Regions from separate parts of the Mus musculus genome. Here region 1 is linked to region 2. Evidence: chromatin contacts called from public promoter capture Hi-C data. All regions are on one chromosome and are shown on one strand. The core of a region is the stretch at or near the end of the contact, and the rest is flanking DNA. Distances in the headings are between cores, read along the strand shown.

Region 1 (4,472 bases), core at 1,094-3,593, 810 kb after region 2:
TCTGTGTAGACCCGGATCTCCCAGAAGTTGATTTGTAGATCAGGCTGGCCTTGAACTCACAGAGATCCACCTGCCTCTGCCTCCCACGTGCTGACCTGGACACTCACCACTTCTTTGACAGGACAGACTGTGCCCTTCGTGAGCTCCAGGGGTGCAACAGAGTGAGAATCTCATAAGGGTGTCACCCTTCTGTACAGTAACAGAATGGTGAGAAACCAAAGCCTGCTTACAGTGTGGACAGAAGACATGAAGGGATGACCCTCGGGCCCTTCGGTGCTTAGGGATGTTAAATTTGGAGACGCTGAGCTCTGCTCTGCAAAGGAGAAGTTTCTTCAGGTTTGCACAGCACATGGATCCCCTGGGACTCCATCCTTGCTGAGGGAGCATCACACCTGTGAGACACCAGTATGGGATGTCTTGCACAGGGGCCATGACGCTGACGGATGGGGTGGGAAGGGTTGCATTCCAAGCTGTTGGGAGAATGTAAAGAATGAAAAGTGGTCAGCAAGTCCAGAGCTAAGCTCCCAGGCAGGAGGCAGGAGGTGTGAGAAGGTTCAGGAGCTGATGCCAACATGCATCAAATGTCTCACTGGGGCATATGTAGCTTACCCATGTGGCTTACCTGGAAACCCCTGGAGACAGTGAGGTATGTGTGGCCCACAGATACTTGAGACCGTGTCTGTCTTGGTTGTACTCATCTCCTGCCCTGTTTCAGGTGTCTGGAACAGTATGTGGCACATTTGTGAAAGAAAGGGAAGGTGGAAAGAAAGAAGGAGAAAGAAAGGAAGAGAGGAAGGAAGGAAGGAAGGAAGGAAGGAAGGAAGGAAGGAAGGAAGGAAGGAAGGAAGGAAGGAAGGAAGGAAGGAAGGAGAAAGAATAGAGACAGAGAAAAGGAGGGAGACCTGAGTAGACTTACATTAGAGAATATGCTCAAATGCAGAAGGTGTCAAGGGAGCAATCAGACCCCTGTTAGCAAGTCATAGCAGTAGCCCAGGTAAGAACTGGCAAAAAGAATCAGAGGTAACAGAAGAGGAGTGGGCACAGTCAATCAGCAAGAAGGGTGGTCTCAGCAAGACAAGCTAAGCACTGGAATGGACACAGTGTCCGGAGATGGAAAGGTGATAGATGCCTCACACAGACCCTTCCCAAAGGGCTGCTTGGAAGGAGAAAGCCTTGGGACTTGGAGCTGCATGATACTCCAGACCCACTCCCAGAGAAGGAGAATGAAGCCACATCCTCTGTGAGCAGATGGGGGGGGGGTGAGAGGGCTAGGGTGGTGGAAGGAGGTAAGGGCTTAGCCCCTGCAGTGATCAGACAACCTGAGGCAGCTCTCTCCCCTGCTCACTGGGAGGCCAGCCCCACACTTCAGACGTACACACCCCTCCCTACCCCCCTGCAGACAGAAGCAGCTAGAAGGAAGCCAGGAGACAAGGAAGCCACCACTGGTGGGCAGCAGCATGCAGTGCCAAGCTGGGGGTTGCTGGCAGCAGCTGAGGTGTCAGGGGACACAGGAGATTGGGGGGAGGGCACGGCTTATGCTATTGGAAGCACACAGGGAGGCAGCCTCAGAGCTAGGGTTGGCAGGACCATGGTGGATTTGATGTTCTGTCGGGAGAAAGCCAGAGAGACTCCTTTTCCCATGTGTAGGCATCACTTTTACATTTGGTGTGGCAACCTTGGCATGTCCTCTATTCTGCTCTAAAGACTTAGAACAAGTTGGGGAGGAGCCAAGGAGATCTTGATGCCCGTGTCTCAGCCCCTACCCCACCAGCCTCTAGTGATACAAACTTAAGTTCATAAGCCTGGGCAGCAGCACTTGGGTAGCCCAAGGAACACAACCACACCACTCCTTCTGAAAACCAGCCCAGGATACGACAGTCCACGACCACAGCATTTTGAAAAGATGAAATATGCCTCATCTCTGGAAGGATCCATGCAAGAATCAACAAGTTAACCCTCCATGGTTCAGAGAAAGCTCAGGAGGAGAGATGTATGGCTCACCCAGAGTCACAGAAGGAGCCCAAGAGCCCAGATGTAAACCCAAGGGAAGGGTCTCTGCACAGCTGTTATCATGCATAAGCAATCCCCACCACGTGATCTGCTCACATAGCTCTCAGTTTGATGTTGACATGTTTATTGAGCATATACTATGTGCCAGGCCCTGTGCCAGACACTAGAAATACAAAGATGGCCGTGGGATGTGTAGTCTCTGCTTTCACAGACTTTGTAGTTCACTGGGAAAGCTGACATGAAACCAGATCTTTAGAACAAGCAGAGCCATTTTAAGGGGTAGGTGAGATCAAGTTACTTCCTCTTACTTTCCGGGTACTTTCCGAGTAATGCCTTAGCCCATTTTGTAGGAAAGGAAATCGAGGTTGCGAGAATTAACCACTCATCTCCGTGGTCACATTAGCTAGAGAGACTCACGCTGTCTCCTCTGTATATCTCTGCTCACTGGTAGCTTGGAATTCACCAATACGTGGGTAACTAACGCCTAAAAACACCAGAACTCGGGTTCTGTTTAGCCTGGGTGCAAAGCCAAGTCAGAAACCAAGGGCCTCCCCAGAAAACCCTGCAGAACTTTGTATGGAATGAAGGCTCCTCTCTCTAAGGCTGCTCTCTTACATGAACACCATCTCTACTCCAGCTCTGGGCTGTAAGCCCCGGTAGCCATGGCCCCGGTAGCTTCCAGAACACACAGATTTGCTGAGGACTAGGTTAGCCACTTGGTCTGAAACAGCATTGTACACGCGGGACACAGCACCACCCAGTGGCAACATGAGGAACCGGCCGCAGAGGCCGGAGGCACCAGGCGCACCCTGGCGGCCTGTAGGAAAAGAAAACTCCAGGAACGAGTAAGCTTGGAAACCCCTGTACAGAGCCGTGTACAGGCTCTTTTTCTCTCTATGGGTTGGACACGCCTAACTCCAAAGTACCCTTCCCTAGAAGAATATCTTGCCTGGGTGTGTGGCTCCTTCTCCTATGATGTAGCCCTGGCTCTCTTACACCCATGGGGAAAAGCACCCAAGATTCATTGTGTATGGTGCAGTCAGTCTTGGGGTTCCATTCTGCAGTCGGGGAGGGGGGCTGCAGGAGGCGGGGTAGAGGAGAGAAAACTGAAAATCTGCTCAGCTTCCTTCCCAGCAGGGATGTAAGCCTCAAAGGGCTGGAGAACAAAACAATCATTATTCAAATTTTCTGCTTCATAATAACCTTAGCAACCATGTGGTTACAATTTTATGAATCTTAAATGTCCCCCGAAGGCATGAGTTGAAAACTTCATTGCCAGTGAGGGACAGGACCAGGAGGTGGTAAAAGTCCTTAGGAGGTGGGACCCAGCGGAAGGGAGTGAGGTCATGGGGGTTATACCTTGCAAGGCATGACAACAGTCATATCCAGTCATAATCTCCACCCCTCTCTTTCTCCCTCTCTCCTTCCCTCCCCCTTTCTCCAGATGCCATGAATTAAATAGTTTTGCTCAACCATACAACCATACTCCCCAACACACACACACACACACACACACACACACACACACCATGTTCTGCCTCCCTACAGGCCCAAAATGATGGCATCTAGTGACAGTAGACTTACACCTCAGAGACCATGAGCTTAAATAACCCCTTCCTTCTTATAAGTAGCTTGCTTCACATACGCAAAAAGAAGTGGAAAGCAGGGTAGCAAGCCCGTGGGGTCCAAGCGAGTACCAGTGCATTTAGAGAGCATCATCCCCAGGCCCTGACTATGACACATTCCTCACACAACATCGTTCATTTGTTATTGCCCACCCACCCACTGAGATCCAAATACTCAAAGTTCCAAAGAGAAAATTTTAATTTTCTTAATTTTAATATATAAAATGTACAAGAGAGCCATTTTTTTTCTGAGACAGGGTCTCTGTGTAGCCCTGACTGTCCTGGAATTCCCTCTGTAGACCAGGCTAGCCTTGAACTCAGAGGTCTGCCTGTCCCTGCATGCACCACCACATTCAGCAGGAGCCAGTTCTTTAGAACGGACATTACAGTTCCCAATGCACTGGGAAGGAGAAGCCTAAAGGCCTGACCCACTTCAGTGGGATCACAGAACTGCGTGTGATGCCCCTGGTGGCCCAGCATGTATACAGCTTGTGAACACCTCTATCCATCCAGAGAGCTGCGTTCCTTGTAAAATCTACCTGTGTGTTCCATTCTGCTCTTCAGGGTAGCCCCAGATACTAGCCATGGATCATGAGAGCAAAACTAGCCCACTTCCAAGTCCAGGGCCTGAAGCCTCAAGACAGAATAAAAATTGCCTTAAGGGAGTAGGGATGGGGCAGAAGTAAGAAGCAGCCCTAACCCTAAATCTTATCCTTAAGCAGAAGTGTTTAATTAATTGTGTGATGGTTTCAATGAAAATGGCCTCCATAGATCCATAGAAAGTGGACCTATTAGGTGCTGTGGCCTTGTAGTAGGCGTGGCCACTGGGGTAGGCTT
Region 2 (4,220 bases), core at 1,519-4,018:
GGTAGGCGTTCCCTCATGTCCCCTGGAACTCAAGGCTCCTGTCGAAGTTACTGCCCCCCCTCCCCGCTACAGCCCCCCATAGGAGAAGTGTGTAGCTAGTAGTCACGTAGACAATGTCCCAAGCTTCTGACCTTCAGGCTAAACTCCTCCCAGTTACCTAGCAACAGTAAGATAACAGCCCACCATAAGAGGGGCTGCTTGGCCCCTCCTCGATCTCTCTTCTTACTCTCTCTCTCCTCTTACTCTCCTCTCACTCTCTCTCTCCTTTTCCCTTTCTCTCTTTCCACCTCTTCTCTTTTCCCCTGCCTTTCTATAATAAAGCTCTAAAATCATAAACTGTGTCTGTTCATCAAGGCCCGCTGTGCTTGGACGATGGGATAGGCTTTCTTCTAATGAGCTGTTTCTAATCTCCCAATGGAAGGCCTTCTTGTGCTTCAGCCATGGACCGGATTTAGGACTCTCGCCTGCGTGGGAACCTCTCTCCGACTGCCCTCTCTCTCATAACCCTGGAGCCGAGGGTGTCGCCTGGGGGCCTCTGGTATTGGGGATGTCCCTTGTTGACCCCCTCCCCTCCCGTCGAGTGGGGTCAGTGACTTAGATGCCCACCCGGGGCTGAGTGGAAAGCATCTGGTAGCCTTCCCACGTCTGCCCGCCCAGAGCACAGGAGGAACTCTGGCTGTACATGGGCTCTTTCTCCCCCTTCCCCCACACTCCCTTTAGTGCCCACAGTTAAGAGCACTAGTTGTTCTTATAGAGGACCCCAGTTTGGTTCCTGGCTCCTACATGGATGCTTACAACCATCTGCAAGCATCCCCGGGGATCTGATGACTTCTCTGACATTTGTGGGCACCAGGCACGCATGTGATGGTATACAAACATAAATGCAGGGAAAACACTCATATACATAAAACAAATACATCTTTAAAATTATATATGCAAAGAAAAAGAGTCAAAACCCTGCTATCTTGACTTTACATGGTATGTGTGACTTTGGAGAAGATACTTCAGTGGGCTGAGCCTCAGTGTTCACAAACTTTAATGAGGCCACTGATAGTGACCACTCTAAGGGAATGGGGTGATGATTAGTTGAGATACTAGGGTGTTGTATTAACAGAAGCTGAGTATTAGAAGTAGTTAGTGCTTGGTGATCTGCCATACACAGCCCAACTCCAGCATTCAACTCTTTAGGCCATTTCACAAATCAACAAACAATTCACTACTTTCCTATACATGCATCTACATTCCGAAGCTCAAAGGATGTGGCCACCTAAGACACTTTGAACTTTGGACAAGTGTTGAGATGAGGGCTCCCTGAACCCTATTTGGACTAGTAGACTATGAGGCACATCTACACTTCATGCCTCCTGCCTCTGAAGTCATGCCTGCAAAACACCAAGGAGCAGAGAGTAATCCGGTGTCTAGATCACACCCAGAGAACTTTTGTTGGGTGCCAATGTTCCTGTCAGAATTGTAGCACTAACAAGGGCCAGAAGGGAAACAGAGCCAGCCATATTATCCAGGAAACCAGCAACATCAGCATAGTAACAAAAGGCAGCTAACCAGCCTTCCTTCATGCCACCTTCTCTCTTCTCTTTCCTCCAACAACGGTCTAGAACACAATGCAATGCAGGTTAACTTCACTTGAGGTCCACTTGTCTCATCCTCTGAGGCTGCAAGAACAGGTGTGCTCCACCACACATTATTTACCAGCTATTTTTTTCTGTGTACTATGTGTACTATGTTCCGGACATATTGTTGGCCTCTTGCCATGTTATTATTAGCTTAGTCTTTTCCCAAGCCCACCATGATGGTGATGCTATCCTAATCCTCACTTTTGAGATGAGGAGCTAAGGGACTCAGATATTTAATAGCTTGCCCAAGGTCAACCTAGTGGGTGGTAAGATTCAAACCCAGAACTAGGACCTTTCTGTCTACCAGCATTAATTTTGGCCACATAGTGACATCGCAGGCAGCATATTCCAAATTACTATTTTAATGTCCTAAGCACTCACTCTAATAAAAGAATATTAGGTATGTGGGGTTTTGTGTGTTTGGTTGGATTTTTTTTCTTTTTTTAGCATATTAGTTTTGAGAGCTCATAATTCAGAACTACTGAGCCTTTTATCCTGGGTCAACTACTCTGTTCCCAATAGCCCACATGGTAATCAGTGCTGGGAGATGGAGAGAGAGTCAGAGCAGTCTTGGCATCTGTACCACTAACCTGTGCTTCCCACACCAGCTAAACTGCTGTGAGCATTTCTTGAGCCAATAATTGGGCCAATAAAAGAATTTGAAGACACTCCCTAACCCCACTGGACCCACAGCTCTGTATAGGTAGGTACTAGATAGGGGAGAAGGTGGGCATTAGAGTGTGTGTGTGTGGGTAAGGTGGCTCCTAGAGGGAGGGAGAAGATAGAGTCTAGAATAGGAAGAAGGCTGGTCATAGGATGGGGAGAGGGCAGGTCCTAGAGAGAGGTAGAGTCTAGACTAGGGATGAAGTGGGGGTTAAATTGAGGAAGGGCTGTTAGAGGCTTTTTCCTGAAATGTTCCCCCCAGAAAATGACATGAAATTGGAGGTTCGCGAGCACAGCAGGGCAGGAGTGAAGGAAGAATGGCTTGCTCTGTGAGAGGAAGGAGTGAGGACAGACAGGAGGCCCAGGACCACCTGCAGGAGGACTGAGAGGCCTCTGAGGAGGGAGTGGAAGGGAGGAGAGCCAGCTGTGGCAGGAAGGGAAGGCGGGGAACCGAGGGAGCCTGAGTTTCAGCTCAGTTCAGGCAGAGAGAGGGCAGTCTCAGGCTGCTCTGTGGATGTAGGCAAGAAGGTTGAATGTAATACATTGGCCCCACCTCCTGAGCCCCTCTCTGAAGCTGCTGCATTGGACAGGAAAGAAAGGGTGAGATAACAGAGACATGGAGACATCGTCTCTGCTCTCAGGAATTTCTGGTTCCAGTAGCTGAGAGGTGAGACAAAAGCCTGGACAAGGTGCTCCACACGTCTGCGTTTTTTCAGGTAAGCAACTGCGTATGTGGAAGCCAGAAAGGGCAAGGGCTTAAGCAGAGGAGGAGGGGGGAGGTGGCGGGAGGTGGAGGAAGCTGGCAGGGGGGCAGGGAAAGGAGCAGGAGCTGGCGCAGGAGCAGGAACAAGCCCCAGGCCAGGCTTCTGAAGCATGTCTGGGTATAGAGTGGGAGAACTGGGGCCTGCACCGGGGCCACGGCTGGCTGCTGGGTGTGGATGAAGTTCAAGGCTGCAGAACCAGTACATCTGGAGAGGAGAAGAAGTCCCAGACCCGGCACCTTTTCAGCGGTCCTCTTCCTGACAAGGTACATTTGTGTGGACTTTGCCAGATAACCGTACCCAGACTCCCTGATCTCCTCTTAGCCTTCTTCCTGGCTGAGAAAGAACAAGTCTTCGACTGCTCTGGAAGGGAGAAGGCAGGGTGACTGTATTCAGTGGGAATGGGGCCTTACCAGAAAAGGGATTCTCTGTCAGGAAAGGCAATCTGCCCTGAGAGTCCAGAGAAAGGTAAGCTAGCAGAACCCTGATACCCTGTGGAGGCGAGGAATAAGACACAGGCTATGGACAACAGGGCACACATAGGTGACAAATAGAGAAGGTGAATGTTCCACAGAGTGGACTAAGAGGGATGAGCATACACAGTATGCTGTCACAGAGCGAGAATGAGACCTCAGGTACCTACTTCATACAAAGCCAGCGTCCCTCTGTCCCCCAGCTAGGGCACTCCAGACCTGCCACAGTGTGCTAATCATCTGGAGTTTGCTAGCACTGCGTCTCTTCTGTGTGTTACACATACACACATGCACATAGTTGATCTCCAAGCTCCAAAATGCTGAAAATATTCCAGACTTAGTGTTCTGGTCCAAACATACCTCAGCCATACTCTGACATCTTATGAGCTCAGTGTATCAAAAGGAATACCCCTGGGCTTCGGGACACAGAGGGACATGAAATACTGAACACAGGTAGGTCTACAATACGTCTTCTCTTAATCCACAGCTTCTGTACGCAAAATAAGAAGGGAAGCTTCCTTGTACTCCACACACACACACACACACACACACACACACACACACACACACACACACACACACACACCAGGCAGTAAGCAGGTAGGAGTGGGGGAGGACAGGTACAGGACATGCCGAGTACGAGACGTCTCCTGTCATTCCTGCTGAGGTGGGGGTGGAAAGTGGTGCAGTCA

What was found. Promoter capture Hi-C pulls out the DNA fragments that hold promoters and counts their contacts.
Region 1: a contact with region 2 is called in a promoter capture Hi-C map of hippocampal neurons, with 5 times the contacts expected there. The contact joins the enhancer-like site here to the promoter of Zfp648 in region 2. A contact is called at or near these places in 2 of 39 promoter capture datasets (hippocampal neurons and stem cell-derived epiblast-like cells), 2 of 484 Hi-C or Micro-C datasets (myocytes and neural progenitor cells) and 2 of 115 datasets of contacts at active chromatin or transcription factors (astrocytes and embryonic stem cells).

Annotation. Positions count from the first base shown.
Region 1 is chr1:155,003,953-155,008,424 of GRCm38.p6, forward strand. No RefSeq gene overlaps it. Among named protein-coding and RNA genes, the nearest start is that of Gm51650, 7.3 kb to the left of the region's middle. Within about 2 kb of position 2,344, at least 40 of the 459 cell types and tissues checked have an H3K27ac peak or open chromatin away from gene starts, as enhancers often do. A contact at or near this core is called in hippocampal neurons, where this site is marked.
Region 2 is chr1:154,198,419-154,202,638 of GRCm38.p6, forward strand. It overlaps Zfp648 (zinc finger protein 648), which reads left to right and starts at 2,769. Exons shown (of 2, transcript NM_001204908.2): 1 at 2,769-3,010. All of the region lies in intron 1 of Gm30388 (a long non-coding RNA gene), which reads right to left.